2 separate regions of the Ovis aries genome follow, and region 1 is linked to region 2. The links are chromatin contacts, called in public Hi-C maps. All regions are on one chromosome and are shown on one strand. Each heading gives the region's core, a stretch centred on a gene start, on an enhancer-like site or on the middle of the called end of the contact. The rest is flanking DNA. Distances are from core to core; before and after follow the strand shown.

What was found. A called contact is a pair of places that touch in the nucleus more often than the background predicts.
Region 1: a Hi-C map of liver shows a contact between it and region 2, with 6 times the contacts expected there. The contact joins two enhancer-like sites. A contact is called at or near these places in 5 of 16 Hi-C or Micro-C datasets (blood, liver, mixed tissues and 1 more).

The regions. Positions count from the first base shown.
Region 1 is chr23:34,115,121-34,118,922 of ARS-UI_Ramb_v3.0, reverse strand. No RefSeq gene overlaps it. Among named protein-coding and RNA genes, the nearest start is that of RBBP8, 96 kb to the right of the region's middle. Within about 2 kb of position 1,737, at least 10 of the 54 cell types and tissues checked have an H3K27ac peak or open chromatin away from gene starts, as enhancers often do. A contact at or near this core is called in liver, where this site is marked.
Region 2 is chr23:33,622,394-33,626,357 of ARS-UI_Ramb_v3.0, reverse strand. The region is part of intron 3 of TMEM241 (transmembrane protein 241); the gene reads right to left. Among named protein-coding and RNA genes, the nearest start is that of TMEM241, 12 kb to the right of the region's middle. Within about 2 kb of position 2,472, at least 8 of the 54 cell types and tissues checked have an H3K27ac peak or open chromatin away from gene starts, as enhancers often do. A contact at or near this core is called in liver, where this site is marked.

The sequences.
Region 1 (3,802 bases), core at 488-2,987, 490 kb before region 2:
TTATTTTTTTTTATGACTTTAAATCCCATCTTATTTGAATACCCAGGAATTTGAGGTCTTGGGGTGGGGATAAAAGTCAGGTCATAACAGAGGAGTGTTTTTCATTTACTACTAGTTAAAGCAGACTGGTATGGGGAAGCAGAGACTGGGGTTAGGAGTGCAGGCACTGGGTTCTGAAGTGGGAAAGAAGCCAGGTTCTTAGCATTCTTCTCCTTGGGCTCTAATTAGCTGAGGGAAGCGGTGAAAGATGACAAACAGGATGGGATTGCTTCAGTGAGATCCTCTTCAGCCATGGTTTATGATGCAAAGTGCTGCGGATGCAAACACGGGCCTGGCTGGAACAGCCAGGGATTGCCATGTACCTGCAGAGCTCCGTCAACAGAGGCCCTGTGAGGTCGGCCAGCAGTCCTATATGAGTGGGAATTCATCTTTCGTTGCAGAGGACGTAAAATGACCTGTTCCAGTAAAACCAAAACTTAGGGAGGGAAAACAAACCAACATAAAATGTAAACTTAGCTCCGTCTGTTTCCGTCCTAGAGGAGCAAAGGTGATCAGAATGACTGCAGAGACTCTGACACCTCACCCTCTTTTATTCTGTCCGTGAGCAGACGCAGAATTGCAAGATCTTTTAGAGCCGAAGGCTAATCACAGAAAGGGATTGTTTTCCATCTCTCAGGAACAAAATCTGTATAAGAAATCCGATGACATGTTCCTGGACTGACCGTAAAAAACATTTTCCCAAATAACATCAGTAAACTCTGGATTCTTTCTTTGGGACTAACCCCAAATTCATTGGGGAAATCATTGTGCTTAATCAGTTCGGTTTTGGGGTATGATACAATTTGCAAGGCTGTGTCATACAACCACATAGTTAGCATAGATGAAAATACTATTAATTAGAGATAAGCATTTGTCCAAGAACTTGCTGTAATCAGATCTTGCAGGGATTTAAACTCGGTACTTTGCCAATTAGAATTATTTTAAAATAGATTTAATTGTGAAAGGGAGGCCCCTGTTTTACAGGGGGAGGTTCTTGCGACTTTTTCTTTCTAAGAAAAATTTGCTCATTTTATCACACTTACCTTCATCTCTGCATTAAAAAATCCAATCTTGTAGGAAATAATAATCAATGAGATTTAATTTTTGGTATCATCTTTTTAAAAGACTTCTTAAAAGTTTCTGTTTAAAAGTAGTTTAGACTTGATCCCCAAAATAATTATATTTAGGTCCTAAAACTAAAATGTTTTATATACAGAATTCTTTTAGAAACTGTTTGACAAGATAATAAAAAATGTAAAGCTATCTGTGCATTTCTTTATAAAAAGTGGAAATTAAACATGATAAAATGATCTAGTTTCTTTGATATTAACTTTTTAATGACTTTTTAAATGACAAATGGATTTATTTCAGAGCATATTTGTGCTTCCTAATGACAAAGTTGTGAGATAAAGTCCCACAAGAATGAATTCTGGAAAACTCAATAACTATACTTTTAATTTATAAGTGCTACCTATACAGTTGTATGTTACAGCTTTAAAATCATATTACACTTTACTGAAATGAATCAGATTTAATACAGTCATTTCCCCAGTGTGCCCTGGACAAAGCTCAGGGAAACATGTGACCAGACAAAGGAACACAATTAGTAATTCAAGGTCGATCCAGGCCAGGAACACATGACTTGTCATTCAGGGCTCTTTCACAGTCATCACGGTGATTCCCTCCCCCACACCTCCTCAGCCCAGTCCACTGCCAGCCTAGCGTGCGTCTCACACCCTCCTCTCAGTGCTGAGACTACACCTCCCTGGGCTGGCCTCTCCAACACAGCTGCCCACACCCCACTTGACTTCCCTCAGCTCACCCTTCTCTGATTATATTTCCCTTGAAAGTGAAAGTGAAAGTCACTCAGTCGTGTCCAGCTCTTTTCGACCCCATAGACTGTAGTCCATGGAATTCTCCAGGCCAGAATACTGGAGTGGGTAGCCGTTTCCTCCTCCAGGGGATCTTCCCAACCCAGGGATCGAACCCGGGTCTCCCACATTGCAGGCAGATTCTTTACCAGCTGACCTTGCCCTCTGCTAAGAAGGCCATGCCAGCATGTGTCTGACCTTTTTCTCCATCAAAAGGCACATCTCCTTCCCTCAACCCCAGAGCTAGATACTCTGCCTACCAACAAAACAGTTAACCTGCCTAATAAATGAGTCTCTCTATCCTGAGGATGTGAGAGTTGGATGTGAGTAGGCATATGAGAGTTGAACCATAAAGACAGCTGAGTGCTAAAGAATTGATAATTTTGAACTGTGGTGCTGGAGAAGACTCTTGAGAGTCCCTTGGACTACAAGGAGGTCAAACAAGTCAATCCTAAAGGAAATCAACCCTGAAAATATTCATTTGAAAGACAGATGCTGAAGCTGAAGCTCAAATAATTTGACCACTCCATAAAAAGAGCCAACTCATTGGAAAAGACCTTGATGCTAGGAAAGATTGAAGGCAGGAGGAGAAGAGGACAAAAGAGGTTGAAATGGTTGGATGGCATCATCGACTCAATGGACATGAGTTTGAGCAAACTCCAGGAGATGGTGAAGGACAGAGGAGGCTGGTGTGCTGCAGTCCTTGGGGTACCAAAAAGCTGGACATGATTGAGTGACTGAACAGCAACAATATCCTAAGGGAAGAAGACAGAGTAGCTGTCTCCCCTTCTTAGGGGACAACTGTTCTGTTTCCAGAGATAGAAAAGAGATTACGACGACACTGAGGCACCTCAAGGTGACTTGAATCTCCCTTGAGTCTATGCCCATGGCCAGTTATGACCGCTAACCATAGATTATGCAATCTCAGCCTCCAACTCCCTCCCTACCCAGGATGACCTCAACCTTTGAGAATATGTGTTTCAGAACAGAGGATTCTGGGATTTCCCTGGCAATCCAGTAGTTACAATTCTGCAATGCAGGGGATGTGGGTGTGATACCTGGTCGGAGAACAAAGATCCCACATGCCTCCAGGTTCGGCCAAAAAGGGAAGGGTTAAAAAAAAAAAAAAATTCTGGCCTTTGGTTGGACTGAGATGAATGTAAAAGTAGGGTTGGCAGTTTACCGACAAAATGAAAAATAATACTTTCTATATAGTGAGTACCTGCTATGGGCCAGACACTATTATTGCTTAATTAATTAGCTGATTAATTATGCATGTGTGCATGTTCTGTCGTGTCCGACTCTTTGCGACCCTATGGACTGTAGCTCACCAGGCTCCTCTGTCCACGGGATTTCCTAGGCAAGAATACTGAAGTGGATTGCCATGACTTCTTCTAGGGGATCTTCCCGTCCTAGGGATTAAACCCAGATTAAACCTGCATTGCAGGGAGATTCTTTACACTCTGAGCTACTAAGGAAGCCCTCTCCAATCCTAATTCCTTACTGAATGAAGTTCTTATTCTTTCTCTTTAAAAGATCAATGTTAAAAATCCTTCATGTGGCACCAAGACTCCTTTGTTATTTGACCTTCAGCCTCTTGAGCCTCATTTCGTTCTGATACCTTATGGAAACCCAGTATTCTGATCTTATTGAACCATTCTGAAATAGCAAGCTCCCTCTTAACTTCAGATCTCAAAATGTACCTAGCATGTAGTCAGTTACTCTTGAATATATTTTGAATTAATTGGCTTCCCAGGTGGTTCAGCAGTAAATCATGGAGACACAGGAGATGCAGGTTCAGTCCCTGGGTCAGGAAGATCCCTTGGAGAAGGAAATGGCAACCCTCTGCAGTATTCTTGCCTGGAGAATCCCATGGACAGAGGATCCTGGCA
Region 2 (3,964 bases), core at 1,223-3,722:
TGAGAAGAAGCCCTGTGCCACAGCTAGAGAAAGCCCACGTGCAGTAATGAAGACCAAAAGCAGCCCCCAAACGCTGATACTTAAAAATATCTTGTCCTTTTACTATCACTGGCCTCCTGGACTTCCCCCAGGTACCACCCCAATCACCAGACCAACACCAATCAGATTTTATTCCCTATTTTATTCTTTTGGTGGTTCTTAGCATATTTCCTGAGGAAGTTTTGAAAGCTGGCTTTATTATTCCCCCAAAGTAATTCCAACATATGCATATATGTAAAGTATTCCTCTGGAGCAAAAACAACAGGGAAGAATATCAAAAACACATGAATTTGAGTGCTAACTTTCCTTCATGAGCAAAGATCACTTTTTAGAAAACTATGAGTCATTCAAAATGAAATGTCAATACATTACAACACTATTTGGGAAATTTAGACCACCAGTAGCTTTGACAAACATGGGCTAGCTCACTGAAAAACCAATAAATAATCGATAATTTAAAAGAAGCACAATCTCAACCCTAGCTGGCTGTCTCATTGTTCATTTCTTTATGGACAGGGCTGAGTTAATTTGCAGGTTTTATCAAAGATATTTGTTAAGGTTCTCCAGCAAAGACTCTCAGTGCACAATTAAGGGGTGGGGGCTTCTTCATCTATTAGAAATCTCTGGTCACAAAGATATTATGACACACGTTGTTGTTTTCCTAACGTAGAATTTCTCTTAACTGAAAAGCTTGAGAGTCAAACTTTTTTCTCATATATATTGTGGACAAAAAGTGACAAGTAAGCTAAAGGTTACTCTCAAAATATTTTTATTTAAATATACAGCCTAGTAACACAGGAGCCAGGAGATGACATCTAAAGTCTCCAGTGAGAGACTTCCCTGATGGTCCAGTGGTTAAGAAAGCGCACTCCCATCACAGAGGACATGGGTTCAATCCCTGGTCAGGGAACTCAGATTCTGGATGCCCCAAGGTACAGCCAAAATAAATAAATAATTTTTAAATAAAATACAGTCTCCAGTGAATTTACAACTTAGTCTGTCCTCAGCAGTGGTTCTAGAATCTAACAGAAGGACATAGTCTCGCTGTGCTACGATGTTGTCAGCTGAAACAGGTCACAATGTTCATTCAGGATCACATTTTGTAAATACAGAAAGCTTGCACTCAGGCCTTCCAACATCTGCTAGAAAACTCACTGCAATGTTCTGCAAAGGTCTGACAACAGCAGAAGCCACTGTAGAATGAGAAGCTTGTGACTGAAAACCAGTGCTATCTTTCCCAAGATAGAGCCTCCCAGGGTATCATCCAGCACCCGGTGATAACAACTGGGTGCTGGGCAAACGTCCTGGGAGAAGAACGATTCCATCGGGTCAGTTGGTGGAGTCACTACATGACATGGCCAGAGGCTGACCCACACAGCAGTCATGGCTCTCTGCAATGGAAGAAGCGTGGTGCTAGTTTCTGTGACTTGTTTGAGAGGGAATCTAGGATTCTCCTGTACTCCCGGCTACAAGGACAGTTTAAATGAACTCTCAATGGCATAGGCTATTAAAGACCAATTTGGAGAGGGTGGGATGAATTGAGAGAGTAGCACTGAAACATATACACATGGTGCATGCAGGCTAAATCACTTTAGTTGCGTCCTACTCTTTGCGACCCTATAGACTAGACTATAGACCGCCAGGCTCCTCCGTCCATGGGATTCTCCAGGCAAGAATACTGGAGTGGGTTGCCATGTCCTACTCCTGGGGATCTTCCTGACCCAGGGATCGAACCCATGTCTTTCATGTCTTCTGCACTGGCAGGCAGGTTCTTTACCACGAGTGCCACCTGGGAAGCCCATACACATGGTAAATATATATACTTACCATGCGTAAAATAGATAGCTAGTAGGAAGTTGCTATATAACACAAGGCTCAAGAGGGAGAGGATAATATGTATACTTAAGGCTGATTCACACTGTTGTATAACAGAAACCAACACAACATTGTAAAGCAATTATCCTCCAATTTAAAAAAAAGAAGGACCAATTTGGGGCCTGCCCTCCATGGGTGAGGGGCTTTCCTTGTGGTTCAGCTGGTAAAGAATCCGCCCACAACATGGGAGACCTGGGTTTGATCCCTGGGTTGGGAAGATCCCTGGAGAAGAGAAAGGCTACCCACTCCAGTATTCTGGCCTGGAGAATTCCATGGACTGTATAGTCCACGGGGTCACAAAGAGTTGGACACGACTAAGTGACTTTCACTCTCACTCCATGGGTGATGGGGATGTCCATGATGTCACTGGGAACTCCAAACTGTCTTCCTGGGGTTGTTTCCTTTCTGAGTAGAGCCCAACCTATACTATCTCTGCACAAGCCCACAGTCACACAGCGAACAAGTCCAGTCACACAGCAAAGCTGGACTTTGGTTCTCTGCTGACATCATCAGAAAGCCAAGCCTGGTAGGAAACAGCAGCCACAGCAAACACAAACCCAGTTCTGCCCAGCCCATGAACTGCCCTGGTCCTGGGTCCCTGCCGCTTGCTACCTGGTAACACCCTTCTGTCCAGGGCCCGGGGTGACTGGAAATTCTGAGCTGTGACACCCGTTATCAACCACAAAACCCACTACAAACTAAGACACTAGAATCTTTCCCAAGAAGCTTAAGTGGGCTGATATCTTGTGTGTGGCTGTGAAACCACCAAAGAAGTCCAGGGAATAAAACTGAAAAAAATCTCTGGGAGCTTTAGCAAGGGGACTAAAAAGAAATATGATGACGGCTCTTCTGAGATGGGTAACACCTAACATCATGTGTATTCAAGGGACAGCAGTGTCTCGTGGGTCTCAAACTTCTCTGTTGAGAACCACTTCTTTCAAGGAAAGAATCTTGAGTATCTTTGACTTTACTAAGCTCTACTGGTCATTTTCCCCTTCTCTCCTCCAAAAAAAAGCAATAAAAATATGAAGAAATCCATCAACAGATAAACGGATACACCAAATGCAGGATACAATGTGGTATAAAAACAAAATGTGGTCTATATACACAACGAAAAGCCTTAACAAGGAAGGAAATGTTGACACAATCTTCAACATAGATGAAGCGTGTAGGTATTATGCCAAGTGAAGTAAACCAGTCCCAAAAGGACAAGTACCCAGAGTAGGTAAATTCATAGAGACAGAAAATATAACCGAGCTTTACCAGGGCCTGGGGTGGGTAGAGAGAGAGGGGAGCTATCATCTATTTATTTTTTATTTTGCCAGTCTTCGAGGTATGTGGGATCTTGGTTTCCTCACCAGGGACTGAAGCCATGCCGCCAATAGTGGAACCGTGGAGTCTTAATTACCAGATCACGAGGGAAGTCCTGTAGCTATATTTTTTAAGATTTTTTTTTTTAATGCCAGAGCTATGCCATGTAATGGGTACAGAGTTTCTGTTTGGAATGATAAAAAGTTCTGGAAATGGATGGTGGTAATGGTTGCACAATATTATGAACGTACTTAATGCCACTGAACTATATACTTTAAAACTATTTTAAAACAGTAAATGTTATCTATCTTTTACATGCCAAAAAATGTTCAAGTATGAACAATGGCATTGCTTTTAAACAAATATGAGTAAGGTAATATTTCCAGTCTTGTGTTCAGTCACATCTGACTCTGAAACCCCATGGACTGTAGCTGGCCAGGTTCCTCTGTCCATGGGATTCTCCAGGCAAGAGTACTGGAGTGGGTTGCCACTTCCTTCTCTAGGGGATCTTCCCAATCCAGGGATTGAACCCGTGTCTCTTGAGTCTCCTGCACTGGCAGGCTGATTCTTTACCACTAGTACCACTTGGGAATCCCTAGGTAATGTTTAAATGACCATTGTGAACAAGTAAATAATTCTCATCAGAAACTACAAGTTAATCATAGTCAGGAATGCTGTAACAGTGGAAGACCCATGTTGATCAGCCCTGGTAGACCCTAGTCCAAAATCTGACAGCCAA